3 separate regions of the Hordeum vulgare genome follow, and all the other regions are linked to region 3. A link is a contact called in public Hi-C data. All regions are on one chromosome and are shown on one strand. Each heading gives the region's core, a stretch centred on a gene start, on an enhancer-like site or on the middle of the called end of the contact. The rest is flanking DNA. Distances are from core to core; before and after follow the strand shown. Region 1 holds the start of LOC123443167 (flocculation protein FLO11-like). Region 2 holds the start of LOC123443168 (polyadenylate-binding protein-interacting protein 11-like). Region 3 holds the start of LOC123443166 (gibberellin 2-beta-dioxygenase 3-like).

What was found. Hi-C and Micro-C count contacts between places; a contact is called where the count stands out from the background.
Region 1: a contact with region 3 is called in a Hi-C map of leaf, with 5 times the contacts expected there. The contact joins the promoter of LOC123443167 here to the promoter of LOC123443166 in region 3. A contact is called at or near these places in 1 of 6 Hi-C or Micro-C datasets (leaf) and 1 of 1 datasets of contacts at active chromatin or transcription factors (embryo).
Region 2: a contact with region 3 is called in a Hi-C map of leaf, with 2.2 times the contacts expected there. The contact joins the promoter of LOC123443168 here to the promoter of LOC123443166 in region 3. A contact is called at or near these places in 2 of 6 Hi-C or Micro-C datasets (leaf and seedling).

What each region holds. Positions count from the first base shown.
Region 1 is chr3H:114,077,754-114,080,453 of MorexV3_pseudomolecules_assembly, reverse strand. LOC123443167 (flocculation protein FLO11-like) reads right to left here and starts at 1,355. Exons shown (of 11, transcript XM_045119458.1): 1 at 1,194-1,355; 2 at 47-177. The coding sequence starts at 139.
Region 2 is chr3H:114,143,355-114,146,054 of MorexV3_pseudomolecules_assembly, reverse strand. It overlaps LOC123443168 (polyadenylate-binding protein-interacting protein 11-like), which reads right to left and starts at 1,285. Exons shown (of 10, transcript XM_045119460.1): 1 at 744-1,285. The coding sequence starts at 1,031.
Region 3 is chr3H:113,691,038-113,693,737 of MorexV3_pseudomolecules_assembly, reverse strand. LOC123443166 (gibberellin 2-beta-dioxygenase 3-like) reads right to left here and starts at 1,371. Exons shown (of 3, transcript XM_045119457.1): 1 at 820-1,371; 2 at 1-10. The coding sequence starts at 1,265.

The DNA.
Region 1 (2,700 bases), core at 106-2,605, 390 kb before region 3:
TGAAATCAAACAGTGCAACATGATTCCCATGTAATGATTTTTTTACCTCATATCCACATTTACAAGGTTTCAGCTGTTTATCTGTCAAATCCATGGTCTCCATGCAAAGTGGGCATTTGTCTTTAGCTTGGGTACTCATAGTAGCTCAAGCCAGTACTTACTTAGGCAATAGGAGAACTGAAATAGGGAAAATAACTCCATTATCAATTAAACTAAGAATATCCAAAAATATTGTAATATGCACCAGAAGTGAATCAAGCTACATAATCATCATGCATCTTGAAACCAAGCATGCACCGCATGTGTTGGCAATGAGAATTCAACCAAGAGTCTGCAAATTACTTCACATTCCCTCTACGGCTCAACAGATTTCCTGACTGCCGCATTACGGAGAAGCCTCCTGACAATCACATCAACAAGCTAATCTAATCACAACAAATTGGGGGTCCAAATGCAAATCATACACTCCTCAAGGTGCATGCAGAGAAATCACACCTGAACCAGATTTCTAGAGTCTAATAGCCTCTTAACCACACACACAATGCAGGTTCGAAAATTAAAGGAGGGACCCATCTAATTATGAGATTAAGCAAAAGTCGCTATCATTCCGTACGAAAACCCTAGGGTCAAAGGGGATTGCACGGACTCATCATTGATCATACCCCTAAAACCCCAACACCAGAAGGCTAAAACTGCAGAAGGTTGAAGAAAAAATTCTGGGAGAAATCAAACTGCGGGTACAGCAAATCCATGTAGGATTAACTTGAAAGCAGGTAAACCGGCAGCAGTTTTTCGACCAGAGGCGAGCCCCGACAGTACCCCCAAATGGTCACGCAACCGCCCAAAAACCGCCGATGAAAACATGCCACATTTCGTCGCGATCGGAAACCCGCCGCCACCGCTACAATCCACCGCTCCTACCAGTCAACCTGAACAAAATCGCCGAAAAATCCCGCAACATTCGGACGAAAACCCTCCCCAAACCCAAAGCCCTAGGAAATTCCCCATCGGGCGCGCTTCGAAACACTAACCCCCGGCGCTCGGAAGCGACCAGACAGGCAGAAATACAGCCCGGAAACCCCGCGCCGAAAACCCCCGCATTGCGACTGGCCCCAAGCCCTAGCTGGACCTGGACGAACTGAAGCATCGAGCGGGGGGCGCGATCGGAGATGGGGAGCGGTTGGAGCACTCACGGCGGGGGTGATCGGAGACGCGGGGCCGCCTCGGTCGCAGGCCCTTCCCACCTGCGTCGTCTGCTGCTCTGTACCTTCTCCTCCTCCCTCTGCTCCCCTCTCTGCTGCGCCTGAAAGACGAAGAGCTTTGGCTTGTTTTTTTCTCTGTGGGAAAGGGGGTGGGGTGGGGTTGGGTTGGGGTGCGGGGCGCTACTCGGCAGGTCTGGAAGGGGACCGAGTCTTATTTTTTTCTCTCCCCCGTCCAGATAGCAGCAGAGTCCTTAATTAGTGAACGAACGTAGACCTACCCGCGGCGAAGGATACGCGCCGCGACGCGTCAGGCCGACACGTGGGGCCGCCCCATACGCAGGGGCCAGTCACCGTCGCTCGGACGGGCCTCGCCACGTCCAACGTGGCTGACGTGGCACGCCAGGGCTTTCTTGCTCCCTCAATCCCTGACCCTGACGCGGCCGTACCAACGCTTGGACGATGCCCATTCCCAGCACGCCATCGCCCCACATGGACGGGCCCACCTGTCAGCCTGCGAGCCCCGATTGGTACGCACGCGTGGCCGCACCCTCGCAGGGGTGGCTTTGTCGTCTTTCCGGGGGGCGCTCGTATATCCGCCGGGCGAGGAGCAACTTTCCGCACCGGCGCTTGGTCGTATACCACTCTGGAAAAGCCTGCGCGAGGATGTGTGTGGCCCACCCGTCGGGGAGGCGGCGGGGGAAAAGGGTAGGCCCAGGATTTCTGGGATCATTGGCCGCTTCATTGAAGGCTGTGGGATTCTTTCTTTTTTGTTTGTTTTGAGAATTGATGGCTGGGAGATCTGCGAAGCGTGGTGGGTGGGGAAAGTGACTATCGGGAAGACGAGTTCGTGGTGCGACCCGTGATAGTACCAAATACCCCCCCCCTTGGATGTGGGCCCGCTCGCTAGCTGGGACCGGGGGACTGGGTCCACGTGGGGGCCGGTCTGCAGGGGGGGGGGGGGGCAGAGAAACTGGAGTGCTTTGGTTGCAGGGAGCACGGGACCGCATGCGAGATTCACCGGGCTCTTCCAGCTGCATGCGCTTGTGGGATGTGGGATGAGCCACCTGTGGCTGCTCCTGTTCTTGTGTGGTTTGAATGTTTGATTGATTCTACAGCACTGCGTTTTCCGGTTCGAGTATGGGCGGAAGAGCAACTCCATGGTGCCGTTTGGATCGAAACGGACAAAAGCATCGGTCCAACGTGTCACTGAAAACGGACACTCGTTCGTTTTTTCTCCACTCGCGATTTATGTTAGGTCCATATTTAATTCGGATTTGCGTCGGCACAAAAACAGAATGAACGCGCGTTACATCATTTTGATCTTTTTAAAAAGTTCTATCGGATCTCACCCTTAAATGAAAAAAAAAAATCAGATTTTTTTTCTAACGTCATCCGTTGTGACGGTAGGCTAAAACAGACTATCGTCACTTTGTGTGACGATAGGGAGCAGGTCCGGGTCCATGATGATGCTAACTGTGCGGCCGCACACGGTTCAAAT
Region 2 (2,700 bases), core at 36-2,535, 450 kb before region 3:
TCGATATCTAAAAATGAATGGCTCTACCAAACTGAAAAGAAATCCTCATTCCAAATTATGTTTTCTCTGGACTGAATTGCTAGATTCAGAGACTACCTAATTATAGGAAGGTGTACGAGTAGATTAGATGACAGTTACAGATATGATATGTTTAATATTTGGATTTTTACATCTATCTGAATTTTTAAGTAAAATGATACGCTTACTTGTTTAGATAGGAGAATAACTTTCTAGAATGAGATCCTGCCACTGTAGAATCGTGTAATCATCATCTACAAAATACAGAACACTAGCACAGCATAGCTTTACAACTCACATGAACTGAGATGTTTTACCCAAAACAAACCGAATCGATAGTACTCTAAAACCCAGAATATTAATCAAACACACCGACGATCTAAGCAGCATAGAAAACACATCTCACAGATAGATAGTGCACTAGTCGTGACTCTGAAGCGACACCTCACTATAACCAAGGGAACCTCGGAAAGAAGAACAGGGCAAGGCTTTCACTAAAGAAGGCCAACAACCACCCCACGCAAACCACCAACCCCCGGTAACGCCACCCAACACAAATGAGGGGAAAAGATAACGTATCCAATCCTAACGTATCAACTAACGCAAAAAGCTAATCAAATCCCATCACAACGGAAGACCACCCGCAACGATCCGAGCCTTCCAACCCAATTAAGTCCAGCCCCTGAATGATTGATGCCGGTAAAGAGGCTGGTGCGGAATTTTACCATGCGCTGCTGGTACCCAATGTACCCGGCGTCGGCGCCGATCCCCCCGTTGCGGCCTCCGATCGAGCCGTAGTAGAACACGGGCGCGTCCGCCGACAGCCCCTTCCTGGGCGTCGCGGCCGCGGAGGACGGGACGAACTCCTTGGCGGCCGGATTCAGCTTGGACAGCAGGTCCACCAGCTTCTGCACGTCCTTGTGGTACTCCGCCTCCTTGGCCGCGGCTGCCGCCGCCGCTGCCGCGGAAGCCGCCTGCGCGGCCGCGGGCGAGCCCTCCGCCACCGCTGCCATCCGCGCGGCCGCCTCGACAGTCGACGCACACGCCACACGCCGACGAGCAGCGGGCACCGGCCCTGATCAAATCGCGGGGCGGATTGGTTGGTGGGAATGGGATTCTACAGAGGCGGGTGCAGGCTCAGGACTGGAGTGCGGGAGGGGAGGAGGAGGGGGGAAGGTTCGCGTGCGATGCGATGCGATGTGCCGCGCTCGTGCTCTCGCTAATGGCGTCGATTAGTCGCGGGTGGGTTTTGCTTTTACGGGGTTTTTGGCCATTTGCGGTGTGGAAAATATATGCCCGGAACCGAGGCGAAAAGGACGGGCGCGACGAAGCGGGGCTGGTTTTCCGCGTGGACGTAGTCTATGCGCTGGTGTAATGCGGACGTCGCGTAATTACAGAGGTAAAAAAAAACTGGAGGGGAAATTACAGAGGTAATTAAGTAGTACTACTATTGTTTAATGTGATTAATTAGACGGTACATTTGGATTGTACAGTGAGTAAGAGGGTGCTTGGATCCAAGGGACTAAGGTCCTGTTTTTTTAAAAAGTCCTAGGACTTTTTTAGTCCTAACTAAAAAGTCCCTAGTCCCTACCCGTTTCTTTTCAGGGACTAAACAGAGACTAAAAGTCATTAAATGACATGCAAAAAGACCATGTTACCCCTAATAATGTGCTAGAAGTTATTAAATGACATGCTAAAAGTAGGGACATTGTTGGAAAATGTGTCAAAAAAGTCCCTCTCATAGGGACTTCTTCCTTTAGTCCCAAACACCCCCTTTTAGTCCCTAAAAGTTCCTCCTGTTTCTTTCACATGGGACTAAAAGGGAATTTTTTTAGTCCCTAGAGCAAAAAGTCCTTGTAAAGAAACACCACCTAAAACTAGTCTGACTAAAACTAGTCTCTTTAAGAGGCTAAAGTTTCAAGCACCCCTGACTAAATAGAGGCTAAAACAAGTCTTGAGGCTAAAATATTTTAGTCACGGGTACCCGTACTAAAATGTGCATTAGTCATCTCTCTCCTCATTGAACTCTTCAGCAAGTTCTCGATTGGAGGGTTTGAAGGATAATAAATGCTTATTAACTTGATTTTAGTCTCTTTAGTATTTGGATCCAAGCATGGGTGGGACTAGCAAGTTTCAGTCTCATTACTTTTAATCATGGGACTAAAACGTATCCAAGCACCCTCTAACTGATATCTCCACGGGTCTTCGCTTCTAAATATACTCGGTCTTCAATGTTGACAATTACTGTTACTTGCTGTGCACGTTTAACAGATATATATTTCACGAACAAAATACACTCTGTCTACATATTCACCAAAGATGCGTTCGGTTATTTGCATTGTATTTAGACACATCGCATACTTGTCTCAGTTAGCTTTGATTGAGCTAATGCAGGACATCTATATATTAATTGATTGTCTTCATCACTTTAGTTTGCATGTATCCAAAAGGAAGGTACTCCCTCCGTCTCGGTGTATAGGCCGTCTTAGATTGTGCACCGTGATCAAGATGTAGAGGAAAACAAAAAATTTAATGTGATTTTGCTAATTAATACCATTGCATGCAATGAACTCACCACTGCATGTCGTGCTAATTAGTCTCAAGTCATTAAAAACATACGCGTCCCACGTCTCTTATTGATTGATTCATTTATTCATATCAAAAAACAAAAACAAGATGAAA
Region 3 (2,700 bases), core at 122-2,621:
CAGAAGATCCCTGACAAAAAAAAATGGACCATGCACCAAGATATCACTCACTCCAGTACATGTTTTTCGGCGAGCGACGCCGATTGATGATGTCAAAAGAGATGGAATGCGGATAGAGATGGGGGCGCGGCGGTGTGGAGTGTAAACGGCAGCACGTCACCGGAGCGGCAGAAAAGGCAGCGTGCGTGCGTACATAGTTGGACGGGCGGCGCGTCGACACGGGTGCACGGCGACGCCGACACGTATGAACGGGGCAGCACGGCAAGTAGAGAGTGATCGAAAGGAACGGGCGGATCGTTACGTCGCCGCCGCACGTGAGTCAAACGTTAAAGATTCGCCGGCTCCGTACGTCGGCCGCGATAAATAGTGAAGCTCCACGCGGCCACGAAAGGCCAATCTTATCCGCGGAAATTCTCCTTCTTGTATTTTCAAATTTGCTTTTCAGGAACTCTGAAACTATTGTTCGAAAATATACATAGAGAGAGCATCGTGTTAAGCTCATTGACGTTTCTTTGGAGACCTAGCTAAATTGACCGGTGTTGCTAGCTAAGATTCACCTTTGCTACACTTTAGGAGTTCAGTTCAGGTAGTGCTCTCCAACAACTGACAGTGATTGGACTGTTCGGGCTAGCATTCTGAGCTGAGCAGATCATGACTTCATGAGAGGGCGGGGGAAAAAAACGTGGCGTGGCATGTGTGCATGTGCATGTGTTTGTCAGCGGAGGGAGCGGGTGCCGGTGCAAACGCGGATGGCGAATGTAAACTGAAAATGTCCAGCGTGCATGGGTGGCGAACGAGCGAACGAACGGACGAACTCACCGTAAGGGGCAGGGGTGCTCGGACGACGACGCCACGGCGGCGCCCGCGCACGGCAATGTCCAGGACGCGAAGGAGGCGGCGGGCAGCGCGCCGGCGGGGGTGACGCCCAGCAGGAGGTACTCGATCCACCCGAGGTCGCCGGAGACGCCGATCCGCTTGCTGCCGTACCCGAGCGGCCGGCCGGCGGCGGCCTCCTTCTCGGCCTGCGGCAGCGCGAAGAACTCCGCCGCGGCCGCCTCCACGGCGCGCACGAGCTCCAGCGGCACCCCGTGGCCGGTCACCTTGAAGAAGCCCTGCTCCTCGCACGCGGACACCAGCGCGCGCGCCGCGGCGTCGCGGCCGGGCCCCGGGGCGGCGGACAGGTCGATCGCCCGCACGTGGGCCAGCGGCGGCTGCGCCGCCGGCAGGGCTATCTGCTCCAGCTCGCCCTTGGCAAGGACCACCATCGTCGGCTTCTTCTTCCTTGGCCTCGAGGAAACAGAGGAGAAAGCAGGGCAACAAGGTTTGATGATCGAGTATGCAGTGCACGAGAGGTTTTACTTTTCGAGTAGCCGTGCTCTCCGTCCTCTATATATAGGCGCACCACACAGGGGTACAGCCTAACATTCAGCCGGTGACGCTGTATGCGATTGATCCAGGCCGTTGGATCGAGCACCAATGGCATGGATCGGTGCTTGGCACCACCGTTATGAGTTCTTCTGTACGTGTACAGAAAAAAAAAAAAGTACGTCTGTGCTGTACGTAGGCGGAATGTGTGTGATCTACGTCAGTGATGATGGCGGCTTACATAGCTCACATGTTACAGTTGTTTCGTTTTACGGTTCAGAATTCCTTGCCGGTGACACACAAAAAAAATCTTGAAAGTCCACCACAGTTACACTTCCAGAAAACGTAGCTCCGTCAGAGCCCTCAGAACGATGGCCGAAAGATCGGGGTCATTTTCAACCATGGTCATTTCTTTTGACAATCAAAGGCCTTTTGCCAATATTGCTTACAAGTTACCTCCATGTGGACGACGTACACGAGTCTTTTTGCCAATATTGGGGAAATGCTCTTGTATAGCCAGCAGTGCAAGATACTTATGAGTACACGGACCAATAATTTTCGTGAATTGCCGTGGCGTGGTGGTGCAATGTATCACTTCCTTTGAGGGTGAATACGTCCGGATCTTTCCTTGTTCGAAAACAGAAACGGATTGTATGAATCGGGGAGCTCGGCTGAGCTGTCCATGCCAAAAATCCTCGCCAGGTGCAAGAGATAGACGCACAGATAGATAATGCGTGCTGTATGCCTATATTTATCACTTGCAAAACCTAAGAATAATCTCACGTTCTAGGTGGGCCTTGACGTCTTTGATCACAAGTATTTCTGACAAGTGATTAGAGGATGATCATGCCAGTTGCCTTTGCTTTCTAAGCCGACCAACCTTTTAGTGCGAATGGCAAGGCGTCCACCAATAATTCCAATAGTTCCTGCACCAACTTTAATGTATCTCCTATTTCGTCGAATTGGTTGTTGCCGTTTGCTAATCCCTACCCAAGATTGGGATCTGTACAGGTTAATCCAATAGTTCTTTTAAATCCTACAGTCCATATTTTGAGACTGTCAGTGGAGCTTCACTCCGTAAACTAATACTCTCTCCGTTTGAAAATACTTGTCATATAAATGAACGTATCTCGATGTATTTTAGTTCTAGATACATTCAATTTTATTCATTTTTACGACAAATAATCTTGGACGGAGTGAGTATAAAAATGTGAAAAATGTGATCAAAGACATACACTTATCATTGGCCCGATAAAATCTCCTTTATATGCCGTATAAAAATAGTTGACAAAAAATTCTCCTTTTATATGCCAATCTTAGCTCCGTAAACTAATG